Linked DNA regions of Mus musculus: region 2 is linked to region 1. A link is a contact called in public Hi-C data. All regions are on one chromosome and are shown on one strand. The core of a region is the stretch at or near the end of the contact, and the rest is flanking DNA. Distances in the headings are between cores, read along the strand shown. Region 1 overlaps Agfg1 (ArfGAP with FG repeats 1). Region 2 has its middle 64 kb from the start of Slc19a3.

The links. Hi-C and Micro-C count contacts between places; a contact is called where the count stands out from the background.
Region 2: a Hi-C map of Th2 cells shows a contact between it and region 1, with 2.1 times the contacts expected there. The contact joins two enhancer-like sites. A contact is called at or near these places in 30 of 484 Hi-C or Micro-C datasets (the AML12 cell line, CD4 T cells, CD8 T cells and 19 more), 3 of 115 datasets of contacts at active chromatin or transcription factors (embryonic stem cells and extraembryonic endoderm stem cells) and 4 of 9 other capture datasets (adipose tissue, embryonic stem cells, liver and 1 more).

The regions. Positions count from the first base shown.
Region 1 is chr1:82,898,629-82,904,608 of GRCm38.p6, reverse strand. It overlaps Agfg1 (ArfGAP with FG repeats 1), which reads right to left. Exons shown (of 13, transcript NM_001368850.1): 13 at 3,608-5,980. Among named protein-coding and RNA genes, the nearest start is that of Agfg1, 62 kb to the right of the region's middle. Within about 2 kb of position 3,863, at least 18 of the 459 cell types and tissues checked have an H3K27ac peak or open chromatin away from gene starts, as enhancers often do. A contact at or near this core is called in CD8 T cells, Th17 cells, Th2 cells and 2 more, where this site is marked.
Region 2 is chr1:82,971,471-82,977,341 of GRCm38.p6, reverse strand. No RefSeq gene overlaps it. Among named protein-coding and RNA genes, the nearest start is that of Slc19a3, 64 kb to the left of the region's middle. Within about 2 kb of position 1,376, at least 45 of the 459 cell types and tissues checked have an H3K27ac peak or open chromatin away from gene starts, as enhancers often do. A contact at or near this core is called in CD8 T cells, Th17 cells, Th2 cells and 2 more, where this site is marked.

The DNA.
Region 1 (5,980 bases), core at 2,614-5,113:
TAACCAGTTGGTAATTGTTCATAAGACTGTGGGAATACTGTGTGGGAGACTCTAATTACCACCAGAAGCTCTAAGAAGCCCTTTGAACCCAAGGTAGCTAAACAGGCTGAGTGTTATCAAGCGAACAGTCCACATTGAGTAGGGGAACTATGTTACAGGGGTGGTGCATTGGCAAAGGCATGACACAGAGGACCTGGGATAAGGGGCCTTCTCCTTATTCATCTTTTCAACACTGGAATTCATCACCCCTTGGAGGTGATCTTCAACGAGGACAGGGGACGGGTCCATAAGGTGTGTTGAGAACAGTAGGCAGACATCTGTTCATAAATGGTCCTTAGAATGCCATAAGCCTGGGTCTTCCCAGGTCATTGTTTTTCCAAAGGACAAACCCACTTAGCTTTTAAATTCCACAGTGAGTTCAATGATCCACAGATCCATTTGAACAAAACAATGTGGTCCCTAATGTGCACTCTCATTAAGGGGACTACCAGCTTGCCTGAGAACAAAAGTGAGTTTTCATTTGGTTTGACGATTGTGTTTTTACTAATTTGATGAACTAATGTGTGATTTCAGTGAAATCTAGGTTCTTCATGAAGAGCCAAGCAGAAGATGCTAGAATTTTAATAGTGAATAAAAACATACAGACTCATACCTTACTCTTAAAATAAGATTCCAACCTATTCTTCCTGAGGGAAACTTGAAGATAAAATCCATGTTCATCATTAAACTAGTTAAGTGGCTAAATAACAGTTCATAGATTGTAGTTATCACTAGTGGAGAACATCCATCCATCTCAATTAATTTTGATAGCAATAAAAGATTAGCATCATGATCCACATCTTACAAAGGCATCAAAGGCTTGAGCTTCCTGAGGTGCACAGCTGGGATTTGAGTCCATATTTAAGGGGTTCAATAGTCAATATTAGTCACTGTACCACAAATACCTGCAGAGCCACGAAAGCAGTAGGTCCTGTATGAACCAAGGTTGATAACCAGAGGGAGATGGCTAGACATCATCACGTATTTTAAGAGACTACCAAACCTGTTCATTCTTTCTGGTGAAGGAAAAGCATCCTTAGGAAATATAATGAAGACAACTAAACCCTTGGTAGGGTCAGATCACTCAACCAAAAAAGCAACAAAGATAGCAGGCTCTTTTTAAATTAGACTTTGGATAGTTTCCTGGCCCCTTTACTGCTATTGCCATTTTTATCATTGCTCCCTTCTCCTACTCATACCTAAGATGGAAAAGGTGGTTAGTTTCTATCATTATGACAACACAAAGTCCCATGGGGCTTATTTGATATACGTTATCATATAGGATACTTCCTATATGAAATCTCAAGCAGATCACCAGCCAAATGCTGGAATGTAATCACTACTGAGCCAGCTGCCCATCTCATTACATATGGACGTGGGCTATGATGGACAAGTGGATGGCCGAAGAAGCCTTTGTGATGGGAAACAGAAGGATCATTTCCAAGGCCGGCAGCACATCACAACTGGGAACTGAGTCACAGTGACCCAGTTTCCGTAATCTCACTATCCCAGGAAATGAGTCAAAGAAACATAAGATTTGTAATTCAGCCATCCTCTTGTTCACTTGCTTAAAAGTATGTATTCAAGTGCCTACAATTTGGTGTGCATTCACCTTGGCAGATATTCAAGTGAAGGCTGCATGCTTCAGTATAGGAGAGTAAATATTGGGGTGTTCTAATCATATATAGTTATTTTACCTTAGCATTTCAAGGTGAGATATAGAGCCAGAGAGATGGCTCAGTGTTTGCTGCAAGCTTGATGTGATCTATATGGTCACAGGAGACAACTCACACCTGTAGGCTATTCTCTGACCTTCCCATGTATGTACCATGGCAAGTGCATGCACGAGCATTCACCCACCCCACGCACATGATACATAAATGTAATGACTATTTTTATACTATAGAAATTTCCTTTCAATTATAACCAAAATACATGACATATAGTTATAGTACACGGAATAAATCTCAATTTCAGTCTATTCACAAGATCTATTTAATTCCAGAACATTTTAGCACCTCCCTGTTTTACGGTTTCTATTGCTGTGAAGAGACACTGGGACCACAGCAACTCTTACAAAGGAAAGCATTTAACTGGGGCTGGCTTACAGTTCAGAGGTTAAGTCCAGGGTTCATCATGGCCAGAAGCATGGCAGCACACGGGCAGACATGGTGCTGGAGAGGCAGCTGAGATTTGTGGGCAGCAGGAAGATAGCATAGTGACACTGAACCTAGTTTGAGCATCTGCAACATCAAAGGCCACCCCCAGTGACACACTTCCTCCAACAAGGCCACACCTTCCAATATGCCACTCCTTATGGACCTATGGGGAGTGGGGCAGATTTCATTCAAAGCACCATACCCAGGAATGGGTGATACAGTGGACTGCACCTTCTTCCATCTTCAAAAGTTTTTTCCAAGTTCTGTATCAAGTTAGTAGTTTTCATGCCAACCCTCCTGGCACCTGTAACTCAATGTGGTTCTCAAACATCCTACCACTGGCCTACTCACTTTCATACACCTACTCCTTTGAGGCCTAGAAAATAGTCTTTCTCACGTTTACCTTTCTGGGCGCCAAAAATTACTTCCCAAAGATCTGTTTCATGTTAGCCTTCAGCCTTTCTAGCAGTGAATGTTTAGAGGAAACACATTCTTTGTCTTCACTTATCTGAGCGTATCTGTCTCTGTGTTCCCAAATGTTGTTTCTAGGAGACAGAGAATGCTGTTTCCGGGACAGTTCTCCCTCTCTATTGGTTAGAAGCTCTGGTTCCAGGACGCTGCAGGCACAGTGCTTCTGGGGTCAGAGAGGAGGTGTCTGCATTATCACCTTTACTTTCTCCTGATCCTTTCAGGATTCTTTTTCATTCACTTGGTTTTCGGCACAACTGTGAGGTGCTCGGGAGTCTCTAAATTATAAAATCAAGATACCGAGATGTTTCACAAAGTTAACACAGCCTTCCAACTTCTTGCCTCATTGGGTTTCTTCTTAACCCACCCCCACCTTACTCTTCATATATCAAAATTGTAAGTCAAGCTATCTTCACTCTTTTATTGACATGACTAGGAAGCCTGGCCTTGTAATTGTGCCTGTAGCCTTCATTTTCCCCATGCTTTATAATTAACTCAGAGTTCCTCCAAGCCCTAGATTTCTACACTAACCTGACCCCCACGCTTGTGCAGCTCTGGACTTTGAACTACATCTTTCTTCATTGACTTCAGGACTCAGTTGGATATTTCTTTTTATAGATGCCACTTGCCAGTGCTCTACTTCGGCACCAGCCTCCATCAGCTTTTATCCCAAGTATCCCTCACTGTACTGTATCTCGACCAGGATAAACTCTACTATGTTTGGTTTTGGAGGAGGGGGTTGTTTTGTTTTTGTTTTTTTCAACGAAATACATACTCAATAAAGATACCAAATTCTATCAACAAACATTCTATATCCAGAAGCTTGGTAAAACTAATCAGAGAAAAGGACATTTCTGTTGGAAGCAGACACAGATAGAGGAGCATCTTTCCATCTCCCAGGCATCTTGTTATACTATGACACAATTGAAGAGGCCATCCCAAAGGGTACACAAAGTCATATCTTTATTTTAAAAAATTATTTCAACAATATTTTACAATGAACAAGAAATTAGCTGGACTTAGTTGTAGAGCATTCATGTGCAACACTGAGGGTTCAATCCTCAGCATCTCCAAAAGAGAAAAGAAACAATTATCAAAATCAGTATCTAAAACCACTTCCTGCACCAAAACTGAGCCTCAAAGACCTCAGCATGTCAACATTTTCCAAACACAGCCCACAGAAGCCAGCCCCTGACTACTGCCCTTTGAACTTCCCTCACTCCTACCCTCCACATGCAGAGGGGTTTTCAAGTCAGTTAGTAGGTAAGTGTTCCTCATGAAAAACAAACTTTTCTAGGAAGCAAGTTCTATGTACAACTAGTACTAAATGCATATTTCGGTAAGAAGCCAAAACCCAAAACTTTTATGAGTTGTTTCCCAAAGCAAAAGCTAATTCTGAAGACTCTAGTTGTGAAAAAATAGACTTGTACTTTCTTTCATAAATATAGGGTTCATTCATTCCAAGCTCGTGGGAATGAGGAGATTCACAATACTGACAAACTGGAAGAGGAAGCTTTCAAGCTGTTCTTTTAGAAACTTTAGGGTCACAGGTAGGGGTGACAGAAAGAGTAAGATATAAAATAAGACATGAGATTCCATAGTCTCTCAGTGAGTGCACTGACTGCCCACACAGTTTAATGTAAATGCTGGCATTTTACAACTATTTGAAAGACCTGAAATTTTTCTCAGGAAGAAATAAAATACCATATATAAATAGCTGATGAGCCTCAAAATAGAATTATCTGTTTTGTTGAAAGTTCCCTATCTGCCAAAATCAAGAATTTCCATGTAAGCATGCACATGTATGTAATATATGTGTGTATACATATGCATATAAACATGTATATATGTATATGCATATACGTGCAAAAATGTTCCTGCAAAGGACATCCACTCCTGGATCCTGATGCCATTCACACAATGAGATAGTGCTGCACATGGCAAATGGAAAGGTGTCCACGTTAAAACAAAGGAGAAAGCTGAAAAGTCTGCATTTTTAAAAGGCAGAACCATGAAAGGCATGCACAGATGTGTAGACAGACATAATAGAAAGCATTCCTCAACACTACGAAGACAAGGAAGAGGAAGTAGCCCCCTGACGTGCAGAGGGAAACATTCTGCATTTACCTTCTACCCTGTGTAAAACTCCTAAGCATGTTATTTAGAACATATAAAGACTTCTAAGTCTGTAAAAATCTGGCTCTATTCACCACTTTCTAGGAACACTGTGGAACAGTAGTTTATAACCTTCCCTACCTCAAGTGTTATAATCAGAAGGCTACTTGTTTAAGATTGTGACTCAGACAACAAGTGCTCAAGACTCTGGAGAACAAAACAATTTAAAAATTAACTAATGGGCATGTCTATAGGCAATTAAAATGTTCTGTCTAGGATTTTCTTTTTATGAAATTCTGAATCAAACATTCCGTTTTCATTGACCTCCACAGATCTAGGTACTGGACAAGGACAGATTTCACAACAATGGGCTCAACTACAGGCATAAACCATGCAGAATGGGTAAGATATCAGATAGACCTTCTCGGCAGAAGTCTTCACTGGAAACACTAACCCAAACTCCTAAAACGGAAGGAAGCAAAGCTGCCCGAGGAAGGACATGGAGTCAGGAGCCCTTTGCAAGCGCATGCTCTGCTCCTGTGGGATCTGAACCCAGTTCTAGGAGTTCTCTACCGGCACATCTGCAGACAGCAAGCACCTGTACAGCCCCACACCGGGGAAGACTAGCATCTGCCCCAATCTTTCCCAGCACTTGGACATTTCCAAATTATAGTGAACTTTCAGAAATAAGCTTATAGAATGCATCATTAAAAATATAAACTGAAGGTTTTCAAAGCCCGGATGTAGTCATGAAAGGAGCAGTAAACCTAGTCAGTTCTGGGGTCACACACCAGGGCTATGCTGCAGCTGTCTAGCGCAGGCTCAGCAGATCCACTCCTGTTCGTTTCAATGGCAGCATTTCAAGACCCCAGACCACTAGTAAAAATAAGCCTGCTACTACAAAGCTGGTTCCTTCATCTTTTCTTCAGAGATGGCTGTGAAACACCCACCACACAGGCCTGGTTACGCTCACATCTTCATTTGTTCAAACACAACCATACAAAAAGCAAAGTAATAACACCGCTTTAAAATACACAAGGTTCAACTAACTGATAAATTCAATACAATAAGCTAATTTATACAAACTTTTAATTACCTTTAAAAAAGCAAATTTTGAAACTGTAGGGGGAACAGACTACATAAATAAAGGTAAGCCGTCCCATGCAATGTGCCACTGTCAGCCTGAGGTGCCAAGCTGT
Region 2 (5,871 bases), core at 127-2,626, 75 kb before region 1:
ATGACCTTTGTAGAAGTAGGTTTAAAATTAATTAAAATCTGATACCTGCTTGAAGGATGATAATTCAAGCCACTCAAGTGACCTGAGGTTGAACATTCACTGAATTTTTTCACCCTTATAATTATTCCACTCACTTTTTAAAAAGTGGAAAATACCTAAGGATTTGGAACAGAGCCCTTAGGAAGGATTGTCTGAATCTATTATGTCCAATTTTTCACTCCATTCTATTTTAGATAGACCATAGAATCAAAGAATATCATGTTTTGTGTGTCCCCTTAGAGTCATTAATTTTCCATAGATTTGAATCTTTAGTTCAGAGTCTGTGCCCATAGGCAGAACCCTGACTGATGAAATGAGCCCATGCTGTCTTTTGACAGTTAATGAATACACTTGCCATCCTCCTAATACAGGTTCAGAAATACCATGGACAGGATTGCTATAGCCACAAAGACATTTGGCTTTGATAAATGGCCAGCCTAGCCTAGAAAGTGAACTTCTGTTTTAATAAGAAAAGTATTTGAGGAAGAATCTGACATTGTCCTTGTTCTCCGCACTCATTGATGCAAGAGAGTGCATTCATACCTGTACATACAAAAAAATATATATACCACATACATATACCACACATGCACAAAAGAAGGGAGGTGTCCTAGTTAGGGTTTCTACTGCTGTGAAGCAATGCCATAGCAACCCTTATAAATAAAAACAAATTTAACTGGGGCTGGCTTACAGTTCAGAGATTTAGTCCATTATCATCATGGTGGGAAGCATGTTGTTGTGCAGGCAGACATGGTGCTGAGCAAAATAGACTTTAAAGCCCATCCCCACAGTGACACACTTTCTCCAAAAAAGCCACACCTACTCTGATAAGGCCACACCTCCAAACAGTGCCACTCCTTATGGCTAAACACTCAGACATGTGATTCTATGTAGGTCATTCCTATTCAAACCACCACAGGAGGAGGGAAGGAACGAAGAAAAGAAAAAAAAAAAGGAACAAAAATGAATGATGTCCTGTCTGAGCCTCTAGGATACGTTTGATGAGTCAGACACTGTGCTATTCCTGGGGGGATAAAGTTTGTCCCTGCTTTCGAGGAGTCTTTCAACTAACATCAAGATTTGCATATTGGAACATCAGTGCCTTCCAAAAGCATCCAAAGTACAGCTATGCTTATTGATGAAGGTGTAGAGTGTGCCATTCTGGGATGTGTTAACACGGGTAGTCCTCATAGTGTGGTATCATCTCTGCTTTGCAGATGAGGAGTCAGACACAAAGAGAGTCAGGCAGCTGCCAATGGTCCAGGTGTGTAAGTAGCAGAGGTGGCTTTGGGCCTGACTCACTGACTAGAGTGCCTTGCAATAAGATCTTACAGGAAATAGTCTGAACATCGGGAGTGGGCGGAGCTGGAATAGGTCAGAAAGGCTCCAGGAAGGAAGTGGTCAAGGACTGAGTTGTTGACCTTTCTCCTGGAGCTGTTGCCTTTCTATGGAGAGTCACTGTTCTTCATTTAGTCAGCCTGAGTCCTACCGTTGTAACCTCTCACTTCTCGGTCCTAGTAGAGATGTAAGCCCTTATTCCTGTTTCTAATGTTAGAAAACCATTTCTAAAAATATTATTATTTGTGTGTTTACATGAATGCTTGTGTGCATGTATGTGCATTGTGTTTGTGTGTATGTCTGTGTGTGTGTGTGCATGTGCACATGCATACAAGTGCCTTCAGAGGCCAGAGAGAGTATTAGACCCCCTGGACCTGGAGTTACCAATGCTGTGAGCCACTTGACATAGGTGCTGGGACCTGAACTTAGATCTTTTGCGGAAGCAAGCAGCCCTCTCAATCACTGAGCCATCTCTCTAATCCCCTAGAAAGACTCAAGCTTCTTTAGATGTCGGGCAGTTCTCTTTCTGGGGGAAAAAAAGGTGTTAAAATCAAATAGGCATGCCTAGATAGGTGATACTTAAATTAAGTTAGGATACTGATGCTGAGCCAATGTTCGCTTCTAGAATAATGTTTAAGAATGAACCTGGACCTCTGGAAGCTTTCAGACACTAAGCCACCAAGTAGGCAGCAAACACAAGCTGTTCCAAGGCCCCCGACACGTATCTAGCAGAAGACTGCCTGGTCTGGCCTCAGTAGGAGAAGATGTGCCTAATCCTAGAGAGACTTGAGGCTCAAGGAAGGGAGAGGCCTTGTGGTGGGGGAGCACTCTCTCAGAGATGGGAGGGAGGGATGGAATAAGGAGCTGTGTGAGGACGGGACCAGGTAGGGGAGCAACAGCTGGATTGTAAATAAATACGTAAATACATAAATGCATAAATAAATACATAAATGACTAAGGGGTCTACCTGTTCTGTAAATCTTCACCCCCAAAAGCTTTTTATTCACATTTAAATACTCGTTAAAATAAGGTTCTGTGTCATCAGCAACATGGGAAGGAGCTCCTGCCAGCAGCACAAAGCCCAGGCTTACTTAGCAATGTCTGTTGATGCTTCGTCTCCAGTTTAAAGTCTCCAAAGGACGGCCCTGTCCTAAGACCTCCTCATCAGACACATCCCTGGAACTTTTGCTTCCCTAACTCTAAAAAAATAAAAGCCTCTCGTGATATCACACTTATATGCCATTGTCATTGGTAAGGACCAAGAACACAGTTCTATCAGTCAGCGAGCGATCTTCGGTCATCCCCATGGTTGCAGAGGAGTACAGGGGACCGGAGAGGCCCCACATAAGAGGGCGGGGCAGTCAGAGCGTAAACACGGATGTCTGCGCAACTGGCTGTTTATCATGTACCCTGGAGTCCACTGGTGACCACTTTATCCTTACTTCCTTACAGCCGGATAACTGATACTCATTTTATCTCACAGGAAACAGGTGGAGACATTGAGTGACCTATGGTGGCCTCAAAAAGGGCTTTCAGGACTGAAGGTTTCCAGCTAGATGCTGGACTGACTCTTCAAGCCCCTCCTGAGTTCAGCTTGGTTAATGTCCATCAGAAGAGCCATAGTTAGGAAGTTGTTTACATACTTGCCCGTACAGTCTTTCTATTCCCAAGATATTCTATTCCTCACGTTTTGTCACCTTTGAGATAATTTTTAAAGGAGTCTGTGGTAGGTAGCTGGAGATGCAGGCGCAGACACAGTTATGTGATCTGATACACATCGAGCTCTAAAGGAAGAGAAGGCAGAGCTAGGAGCCGCCTTTGAAGCAACCCGGCATTGCACGTGTTTTCCTGACATCAAATGAAGCTTTGAAGTTATTTATTTTAATGTCAAGTTGTGCCACACCCCTCTAGCTATTGACATTGTCAGGGCCCATTGTTGCATTGGTACTCTGGCTTTCCTTTCTTAGTCACTTGACTCCTAGAATCCCATTTTAGAATTCAGTTCCTACTAAACTCATTAGCATCCTAAGTACTGGCTTCTAGAGATAAGGAAGGAGACCCTCTTCTATCCCATAAAATGCTGTCATCTCCGGGGAATGTGCAGAAAAGCAACTAGCTAAAACCTTCTGATTCAAATATTCTTTAGTCTCTTTGTAATACCAAGAACCCTGATTAGTGTCAACTTTTTAGGCAAAACCAAATAGATCTGCTGCTGACATCAGGCCTCCTACATTTAAGCCACATTTTTAAGAAAGCAAGCCAGAACTATAGGAAAGTCACGAATTGCGTGCCCAGCTCAGAGCAAGGAGCACATTATTAGTAAACGTACAGTGTATGTCATAAAATGAGTTTGTCCTAGGGATGTGCTGGATAGCTACAAACATGTGCCCAGTCAGATCAGGACTGAAGTCAGTGTCTCCTATCCTCACACACTGGCATTCTGTCTGGAGAAGGCTTTGTTGTGAGGGCTGTTTGCTGTCCTGAGAGAGGAAGAACCATACAATCAATCACTATAAACCACTAGAGGCCAGCATGTGCCTGGTCATGACAAGTGTGTCTTCAGATATTGCCATGAAAATGAAAATGCAAACAAACAAAAAACCCTGATTGAGAACCATGATATTAAAGTTAGGGTTAGACTGGAACTAAACATTGTTTTTACATAATTCTTATGATAGTGTAGTAAAACTATAAGTCAATTTATCAAAACTTTCCCTACTAAGATGAATGGGGTTTTTTGTTTTGTTTGTTTGTTGTTTTACATTGTTGTTGTTCGCTGTTATCGTTGTTGTTACTGTTGTTATTATTATTATTATTATTATTATTATTATTATTATTAGAGGTGGTGGTGGTGTTGTGTGTGTGCATGTATGTGTGTGTGACATGCACAGCATATATGGAAAAGTCAGAGGACCTTTAAGGAAACATTTCCTGCCTCCAGCCTTACTGACTCAGGGTCTTTCTTGAGACCTGCCACTCTGCAAACACTCTACTTCACATTAGCTGGTCTAAAAACTTGAAAGAGATTCTCCTGCCTCTGCCTGCCTCTCACCTCACTGTAAAAGCACTGGGATTGCAGAACTCTTCCCAGAGCTCAAGCTTAGGTCAGCAGGAGTGTACGGCAAGTGTTGAGCGATCTCATGGGTTCAGTTAGTTTCTGAGAGGGTCTTTCTCTCTAGCCCTAACTGTCCTTGAACTCATGACAACCCATTTCATCCTCCCAAAGTTCAGGGATTACAGTTGTATGCCAGCATTACCAGTTTAGGCAAGGCGACTGTAAAGTTTACCAACATACCTTTCCGTAAAGAAGCTGAAATCCCTTAGTAAATAAACACAGAAGAGAAAGATCTGACACACACACAATAAGAAATCCTGCAGAGAGAGTTCTTGAGAGCAGTCCTTTCAGGGACCTTGAGGGCATTTCATGAAACGATGTCACAGAGACGAAAGGAAACACTGAGGCAAGGGGAGGGACGTCATTTTTGCTAGACTTTCTGAATTGGCACAAGACTAAGTCACCATCAGAGTGAGAGGAGACTACAGATTAGGAAATTCTAGGCTGAAGATCGCTGGTGTGCTACACAGACAGCAAGGGTCCACGGTTCCCATTCACCCTCTCTGTTAAGAGTTGTCCAAACCCTGACAGGCTATTTCTCACTGCCCTCAAGCTCTGAGGTCCCAACCCTGAGCCAGCACACAGTTGTGGAATGTGCGCTTATCAGCTCTTTCTGGCAACTGGCTGCCACAGTGGAATAGCTTCCTGTCCATCCTCAGCAAGCCTTTCCCCTCTATTGTCCAGCTTCCTCTGCTGATTCTGCTCATCTCTGCTCGCCCCTCCTTTGCCCCATGAAAGAAAATCCTGTTTCCCTTTGATTTTTGAATACTTGTCAATTTCTCTGATGTCTTCATCCTATTGCAACCGTCTATCTTTCAAATAAAGCCTCTCTCTAAATCCAGATTTCCTTTTATTTGACACCAGATTTTTGAGCCTGAGTTTTACCATCTGCAAAAGGAAGGAACAAAGGGGAAAAAAGGGCTTCCTTAGCCCCTTTCCAGCCTGTGGATTTAGAGACACCAAATACTGTTAGTCTGTTTCAAATCTTAAAAGGGAAAGATATGCACACTTCCCAGAGCTGGATCAAGTATGGTAAATTAAGGGTGCTGGAGCAGAGCTATAAGCCCAACTCTCAGGAAGCTAAGGCCAGAGGATTACAAGTTTGATCCAGCCTAGCCAAACTGTCACAACAGACAAAGGGAAAAAAAATTCAGTGAGTCACTATTCTTAACTGATAAGGCATTTCTCCAGCCCATGCCATTATTCTTTTATATCAGAGCCTGGATGTTAGCAAACTAGAAGACTATTTGCTCTCTGGTTTAACAAGATAGACTAATGTTAATTCCCACTCCCCCAGAGTGGCTCTGACAGCCTTCACACTGGGCTATGTGATAGTCGACTGGAATATTCTGGAATAGCCTTGGAAAGCTTCTCCATAG